Linked DNA regions of Triticum aestivum: region 2 is linked to region 1. Evidence: chromatin contacts called from public Hi-C data. All regions are on one chromosome and are shown on one strand. Each heading gives the region's core, a stretch centred on a gene start, on an enhancer-like site or on the middle of the called end of the contact. The rest is flanking DNA. Distances are from core to core; before and after follow the strand shown. Region 1 has its middle 24 kb from the start of LOC123099023. Region 2 holds the start of LOC123099024 (disease resistance protein RGA2).

Region 1 (3,641 bases), core at 1,096-3,595:
TTGCAACTTCACGGTGAAGGGCTGTCAGTATGACCAAGTGCTACTATCTAGACAATGGCATATATAAATCTTGGTCAACATTTGTGAAGACAATTTCTGCTCCCAAGAGCGGGAAACATAAGCATTTCGCCAAGGTGCAATAAGCCCAGGGGAAAGATATTGAGAGGACATTTGGAGTGCTGCAATCAAGGTTTGCAATTTTTTCGGGGGCGTGCTCGTTTGTAGAACAAGGATGTCTTCGCAAATATCATGACATGTTGTGTGATCCTACACAACATGATCATAGAGGATGAAAGAGATATGTCACGCCCCATTGACTATGAAGACATTCATACAAAGCCAGGCCTCGCAAGCACATATGACACACTCAAGCATTTCTTGAGGCATAGAGGAAGATTGAAAGCTGGGCTTGCCATTATCAGCCAAAGGAGGATCTCATTGAGCATCATTGCAGTTGGCTAGGAGATAGTGTGTTTAAATTGTTTTAAAAATGCATTTATGTTTACTTGAACAATTTAGTTGATCAAATTGTTTGTTGCGTTTGGATTATTTGTTGTATTCGGATTAATGGTTTGTAATAATATTAGTTGAATTATGCTCATAGTGTGATCTAATTGTTATAAATAGGCTAAAAAGAACGTATGATCCAATGATAGGTGGATCCTACTAGCAGGGAAAATATGGAGGCCACATTATGGAGACTCTGTGTTTGTGCACAACCACCAAAACATTATCGAGCGCACTCCATATGCATTATGGAGCCTGCCAATATCTGATATAGTTGCTCTAACTCTAGTAGAGTTGCTCTAAGAGAAAATTTAGCAAAGTCGCTATATTGCCCGATCGCTACAATAACCGATAATATGGCGATTCTGGTCTAAAATGGCACTCCAGCAAAGTTGGCATATGCCTCCCGATTGCCATAATTTACAGAGATCACTATATAACAAGCTCCTAGCATCCAAATATGGAGGGTGTGGTGGCTGGTTTGGAGCTTGCCCCATATCCAGCCGCCAGCTCGGGAGGGAAGTTTTAGCTTCTTCTTCCTCGTGGCATGTGCGGAATTTGAAGCAGCCCAGCCTCCCACAGACCATCTGGGTCATGCACCTAACCATTATTGTCACACCCGCTCCTCAAATTCCCACGGCGGCCTGTCGGATGGCTGCCATGCGACATCATCTCCTCGCTTGCGTGTCAACATGCTGGGAGGAGCCAGGTGAGTAGAATAGCATTTCTCACCGAAAAACATGTCCTTTGACCGCTCATCATTAGCCACCTACTGCCTCCCCAGCTGCGTCCTTAATGGCACCCCCGACGACCTATAAAAGGCATGTGACCATGCAACTTCTTCACCATGAACAACCATTTCGACACCCAAGCTAGAAGCACTTCGGTAGAACAATCAATCCAATAACAACCTCGATTGTCGTAAAATGTAAATGCGAGTATGTGACTTCTTCACCATGAACAATGTCTCGTAGACAAATCCAGCGAGGAGGCACCGACCATCAGGGCAACCCAGTAGACCTAGTGGTCGGTCCACACTCCGGTGGCCAACGCAGGCCCAAAGGACCGGACGGGATTCATGGACGTGCTGGAGAAGTTGCCGCCGGCAATGGTGTTGGCACCTACTATGAGGCCTGTGAGCATCGGTTTGTAATCGGGCACCATGGTTCGGTGGTCGAAGATGGTCACGTACACGACGATGAGGAGGGGGGAGGTGAGGATCATGACCAAGCCTTGTAGGGTGTGCACCGGAGTAGCGTGGATCAATTGCACGTTTGAGAATGCTTAGATTTGGGAACGATTCACTATCACGGCAATCAATTACAGTATAATAATTATATGCATACAATACGTGTCTTTCTCATAATAATGTTTAAAAAATCAGTAATATGATTCATTTGTACGAGTAGTAGTGATTTGGCTCTCTTTCACTTTTGCCATGTTCAAACTGAACTCTACAAAACTTGTAGTAGGGATGGAACGAAGCTCAGTGAACAGGGATGTGGGGAGAGCGTGTGTGGCTCCGAGCCAAAAGTGCAACGTAAAAAACAAAGAGCCTGGCTTTGCCTGGTGGCTGGCCGGCGCCTGTGGTGTTTTATAGAGCAACATGAGGCGGGAAATGGTGCCGCTCCTGCCTGTATATCTCTGCCTGCAGAATGGGTTTGGAGCGGGCTTTACCGGCCGGGCCAGCGACGGTACCGGCGGGCGGGTTGCTGAGGTCGGCAAGGGCCGGGGCCCGTGAACCGAGGACAAAAAAGTGCGCCGAAAAAGTGCAAGGGGAGGTAAACGATCAAGGATGACCTGTGAGCGCACCAACATATATTTCTCTTCTCACCAATCCTGTGGGTGGGACCCACCCTGACCGAGAGGGAGAGGCCCCTGACCGAGACTTGTTGCTGCAACCCAAACTTCCAGCTGCGTATCATTCCGAGATGCCTCCTTGCCGAGCATCGATTGGTACACGTCATTTCGGGTGGGTGGATTTTACTGTCCACGCACTTCATTTTCGAGCACAACTATATCCTCAAGTGCCAGCAGGTGCTTCATCGCCAAGCAAATAAAACAATCCTAATTTACGGTCGCTTTCGAGTGGGAGGCAATTCCATTATACAACTTGCGCTTTTGGATGAATGAATGTGTGCATACAAAACCATCTAGGTGCTCCTTTTCAGATGTGCCTTTCCAAGTGGCTTCCCTTAATCCTGTCATTCTGCACAAGGTTCCAAGGTAGCAGGTCATGTAGATTTTCGTCTATCAACATGAGTAAGCATTTCAAGCTACGTGCTGAAGTGGATCGGTCTAATCATATCAACCTCCACTTGCTGAAGCAAGAGGTACGTTTCGTGATGTCGAGTGTCATTTGGTTGGCCAAGTGGGTTTCCTTGGACGATGACATTGCATGCAACTAGAGCTCCTTCCCTAGTGGAACAAACTTTCAAACTGGTCATATTTTGCAGTTAGGCATCTTCAATGCCAACCTGCAAATTTCCTCCCGCATCCGTCTACGGACAGATACATTTCAACCTGCATTTGAACCAACCGGACAAAATTCATGTGAACACAACAGATTTCATTAAAATTCGTAGATAATTTACATGAACTGGTCGATATTTCGATCGTTTAATTACAAAACTAAAAAAAGAAACATAAACCGTATACTAGACGACCACCTCATCCTTGGCGGAGGAGCCGGCCGCCATGGACGCTGACGGGCCCAGAGAGCGTCTGCGGCGGCGCCAAGAACCGCCAGAGGAGGAGCTTCCGCCTACTCCGCCTGCTGGCACGGAGCACCACGACTTCGGCATCACCGGAGCTTGGGTCGAAGAGGAGGAGGGAGGGGCTCGGGCATGGAGACGGGGGAGAGGAGGGGGCCGGTGCTCGGGGAGTGGGGTGCGGCTCTGTGCAGCGCCGGTGCACGGTTTAAATGGCCGCGTCGAGGCCCAGGCGAAAGGGCGGTCCTCTTCAATGCGGCGTAGCGGCCGGAGTTGCTTCCTCGCGAACTTGTGTCCGCATTGAAGCGACGGCTGCTGAGAGGTCGCGTTGGTCAGCGCCGCCCTCCCTCCCTCCGGTCACATCGCGGCATCAACGATGGCCGTTGCGTGCTTTGGAGCGGCATGAATGCGCCGCATGCATCG
Region 2 (3,155 bases), core at 430-2,929, 98 kb before region 1:
CCTGACCATCTCGCTGGCATCAAGAATCATGGATCTCAAACCTTCGAGGGCCACTTCAAGCCCTTGTGATGTTTTTTTGTTGTTGCTGCTGGAGAGGCAGAGGCGTTGTGCAGAATGAAATTTGGACACCACCCCAGATTGACTCACAGCCAGATTATTCTCCTCTTCTTTGTATGCTTGGCATCTGAAGGTGTCAAGCACATAGTAGCCTTGGTACATGGCATACCTCAGCATGGTAAGCTGCCGGAGCATTCCATGGTTTGTGATGTGCCGCCCCATTGCCTCGTCGATGATGACCTGCCCCCTGAGTAGAATCCTCTCTAACCTAGCTTCCACGGCCTCCGCCGGTGGCTTGGAGTATTTTTTGATGATGGAACTCATGGATCTTGATATGAGTTCACCCATCAACGCAGAAATGAAAATCTCCATTTGTGGGGACTAGGGGAACTTGTATCCTCGGGAACGAACACTGAGCTTGGAAATTGAATAGTTGATGTCTCTACAAACTCTTTCTATGCTCTGCCCCTGCCTCCCCCGGCCATTGCTAGTTATCAAAGTCACGCTTCTCAGTTGTTGCTGGTTATCAAAGTCATGCTTCCTGGTCAATCAAAGAAAAAAGGGAGCCATTTGGTACCACGGGGACTTGTATCCACAGTTCTTATGACTTCTCAGGAGTGGAAGTTGATGTGTCTGTCTGCAAACTCTTCTTGTGCTCTCTCTCTCTCTCTCTCTGGTAATGGCTGGTTAACAAAGTCAAGCTTTCTGGTCTGTAGAAAATGCCAGTGCTCTGCTCACTAAAATTGGACCCATTCCATGCGCAGGATCCTTTGTATGTGGTTGCATTCTTTCTTGCTTTATCGTATAGACTTGACTGGTACAGCACTTGTCTCTTGGTCATTGTTAACAAACCATCACGGCATAGATTTTTCTAACTTGTCACCTGACCGAGAACCGACTCTTGGGCCTTTGTTGATCACCACCACATACTTCTTTCTGTCAGTTACACTCTTGGGCCTTTGTTGATGAACCGACTCTTGGGCATTGGAGTATCTAGGTGAAATTAGCAGATTAACTTAACTTTGCAAAATTGGATGAACCATACTATACTAGGAGAAAACGACCACAAAGCCATAACTGAAACCTGAAACGTCAACCTGAGAAAAATCAAGCAACCTTCCTCAAAATCAATCTATAAAAGCTTACCACAAAACAAAACAAAACCAATCTATAAAATGAATCACTTATTGAGTTAACATTGAGATAAAGCTGTTGAAAGGAATTGGAATCGCCCCTGCTAGTGCTCGGCTTAAAGCAGTTGAGCTGGTACCTGCTACTGCTAGTCTGCTGACATTGGCGTTAAGACCCTAACTTGAATTCCTCAAAACTCAAATTGAATCCGCAAACCATTTGTTCAGCTAATGAGGTTGAAATAGATCGGAAGGGAGCGAGAGAAATCGAAAGCAACCTGTTGAAAGGAAACCGGAAGCGCAGATCAGTCAGCTCTTAAGGAAGTTCACCGGCGAGGGCGGCGGGCGAATGGCGGAGTACGAGTTCACCGGCGAGCCGACGGTCGCGGGGCCGGGGGTGCGCGGTGGGCCGTCGAGCGGCGCAGCTGCCTCCTCTCATCCTCTGCTCCCCCCACGGTTTCTTCCTCGGTCTGATTCAGAGGAGTATCTTTTTTAGACAATGATTCACTCGGCTGAGGGCCTTCGGAATTACTGGCCTGCTGCATTTCCATCTTCATATGGGCCGTTGGCCAGCCGAGCTGAACCTAGCTGACTGACAGGGTCCCCTAAAAAAACAAAAAGCATTCTAGATTTCAAATTTTTGTTTCTCAATGTTTATTTCGAGTTCGGATCTGAAATTTTTAGGAGCTGTAGTCACATTCTTGTGAACATTCACATTTTTTCAGATTTTTTTTGAAACATTTAGAATTAACTTTTTTGAAGTTGGAGCACCGGGAGCAGCTCAAGGATGGGAGCAAGTGATATTTTCCCCTGAGTGGCATGTTTGGGTTCTCCTATTTTCTGCCTGATTCCTATTTGCCACTTACAGGGCAACCGGTATGTGGAGCACACCACCTCTCGTACTTTTTTTTGCGAATGTCCCCAGCCGGTTTTGTGAAGCTTCTAGAAGCTTTCGACCATTCCTTTCTGGTTTTGTGCTCATTGGTTTTTCATTTTTTCGCTCTCCTGATTCTTTCGAATTCTTGAATTTTTTCCTATTTATGTTTTTTAATGCCTGAACTTTTTCCAAATTCATAAACTTTGTTCTAATTCGTCAACTTTTTCAAATCCACAAATTTTTTTATTCCTGGACGTTTTTTTTAATTTGTGAACATTTTTCAAGTTCAATTTTTTTTTCGAATTCACAAAAAAGATAATTCAAATTCCTAAACCTTTCCTAAATTCGTAAATATTTCTTTTGAATTCGTTTTTTTAAGTTGGCGGTCGACCAGGTCAACCATGAACCGGGCATCAGGCACGTGCGCATGACCTGATAAGTGAGCTTGTCGCCTCGCGTTGCTGGGCCGGCCAAAGCCAACATCCGCGCGAGCGCGGCACCGCAAGCGCTGAACAGGAGGTCTCTGTTGTGTGGAGGGGAGCGCGGCGTTATAGAGGACGGGCTCATGAATTCAAAAAACATAGTTAAACGTTCCAAAAAAATATGTTTTCTACAAATACATATACATGTTCTTCAACTATGCATAAAGTTTCATTAAATAATGCAATTTATTTGCAGGCTACGCAAAAAAGACAAATACTTGGCCCAAATACAACAAAGGAAAAGACCATTTTAATTTATGCATTTGTATTTTTATAATATATGAACATGTATGGAAATGATTTTTAAACGTGTATACTACAACTATCTGCTTATGTGTATATTTGTTTTTGTTTTTTTAGGTGTGGAAATAGTTATTTCACTGAAAAAATAGAGGGTTGCCTGGAGCTCGGCATCCATATGCACTTTTTGGAATCGTGTGCTCCTACCCACCCATCATTAGTCGTCTGCCCTTTCACTGCCCCTGCCCGGCAGCCACCTCCATCCGACCTCTAAACCCCATTCTCCGGTGCCGAAAACAACCCCCCCCCCCTAGCACCACACCCCATCTTCTCCTCTGGAGTCGATGAAAGGTTTTCGACATTGCTTCG

What was found. A called contact is a pair of places that touch in the nucleus more often than the background predicts.
Region 2: a contact with region 1 is called in a Hi-C map of leaf, with 4 times the contacts expected there. The contact joins the promoter of LOC123099024 here to the enhancer-like site in region 1. A contact is called at or near these places in 5 of 5 Hi-C or Micro-C datasets (leaf, root and an unstated tissue).

What each region holds. Positions count from the first base shown.
Region 1 is chr4D:499,657,690-499,661,330 of IWGSC CS RefSeq v2.1, reverse strand. No RefSeq gene overlaps it. Among protein-coding and RNA genes, the nearest start is that of LOC123099023, 24 kb to the left of the region's middle. Within about 2 kb of position 2,345, at least 4 of the 8 cell types and tissues checked have an H3K27ac peak or open chromatin away from gene starts, as enhancers often do. A contact at or near this core is called in leaf and root, where this site is marked.
Region 2 is chr4D:499,755,154-499,758,308 of IWGSC CS RefSeq v2.1, reverse strand. It overlaps LOC123099024 (disease resistance protein RGA2), which reads right to left and starts at 1,679. Exons shown (of 2, transcript XM_044521133.1): 1 at 1,466-1,679; 2 at 1-1,050. The coding sequence starts at 429.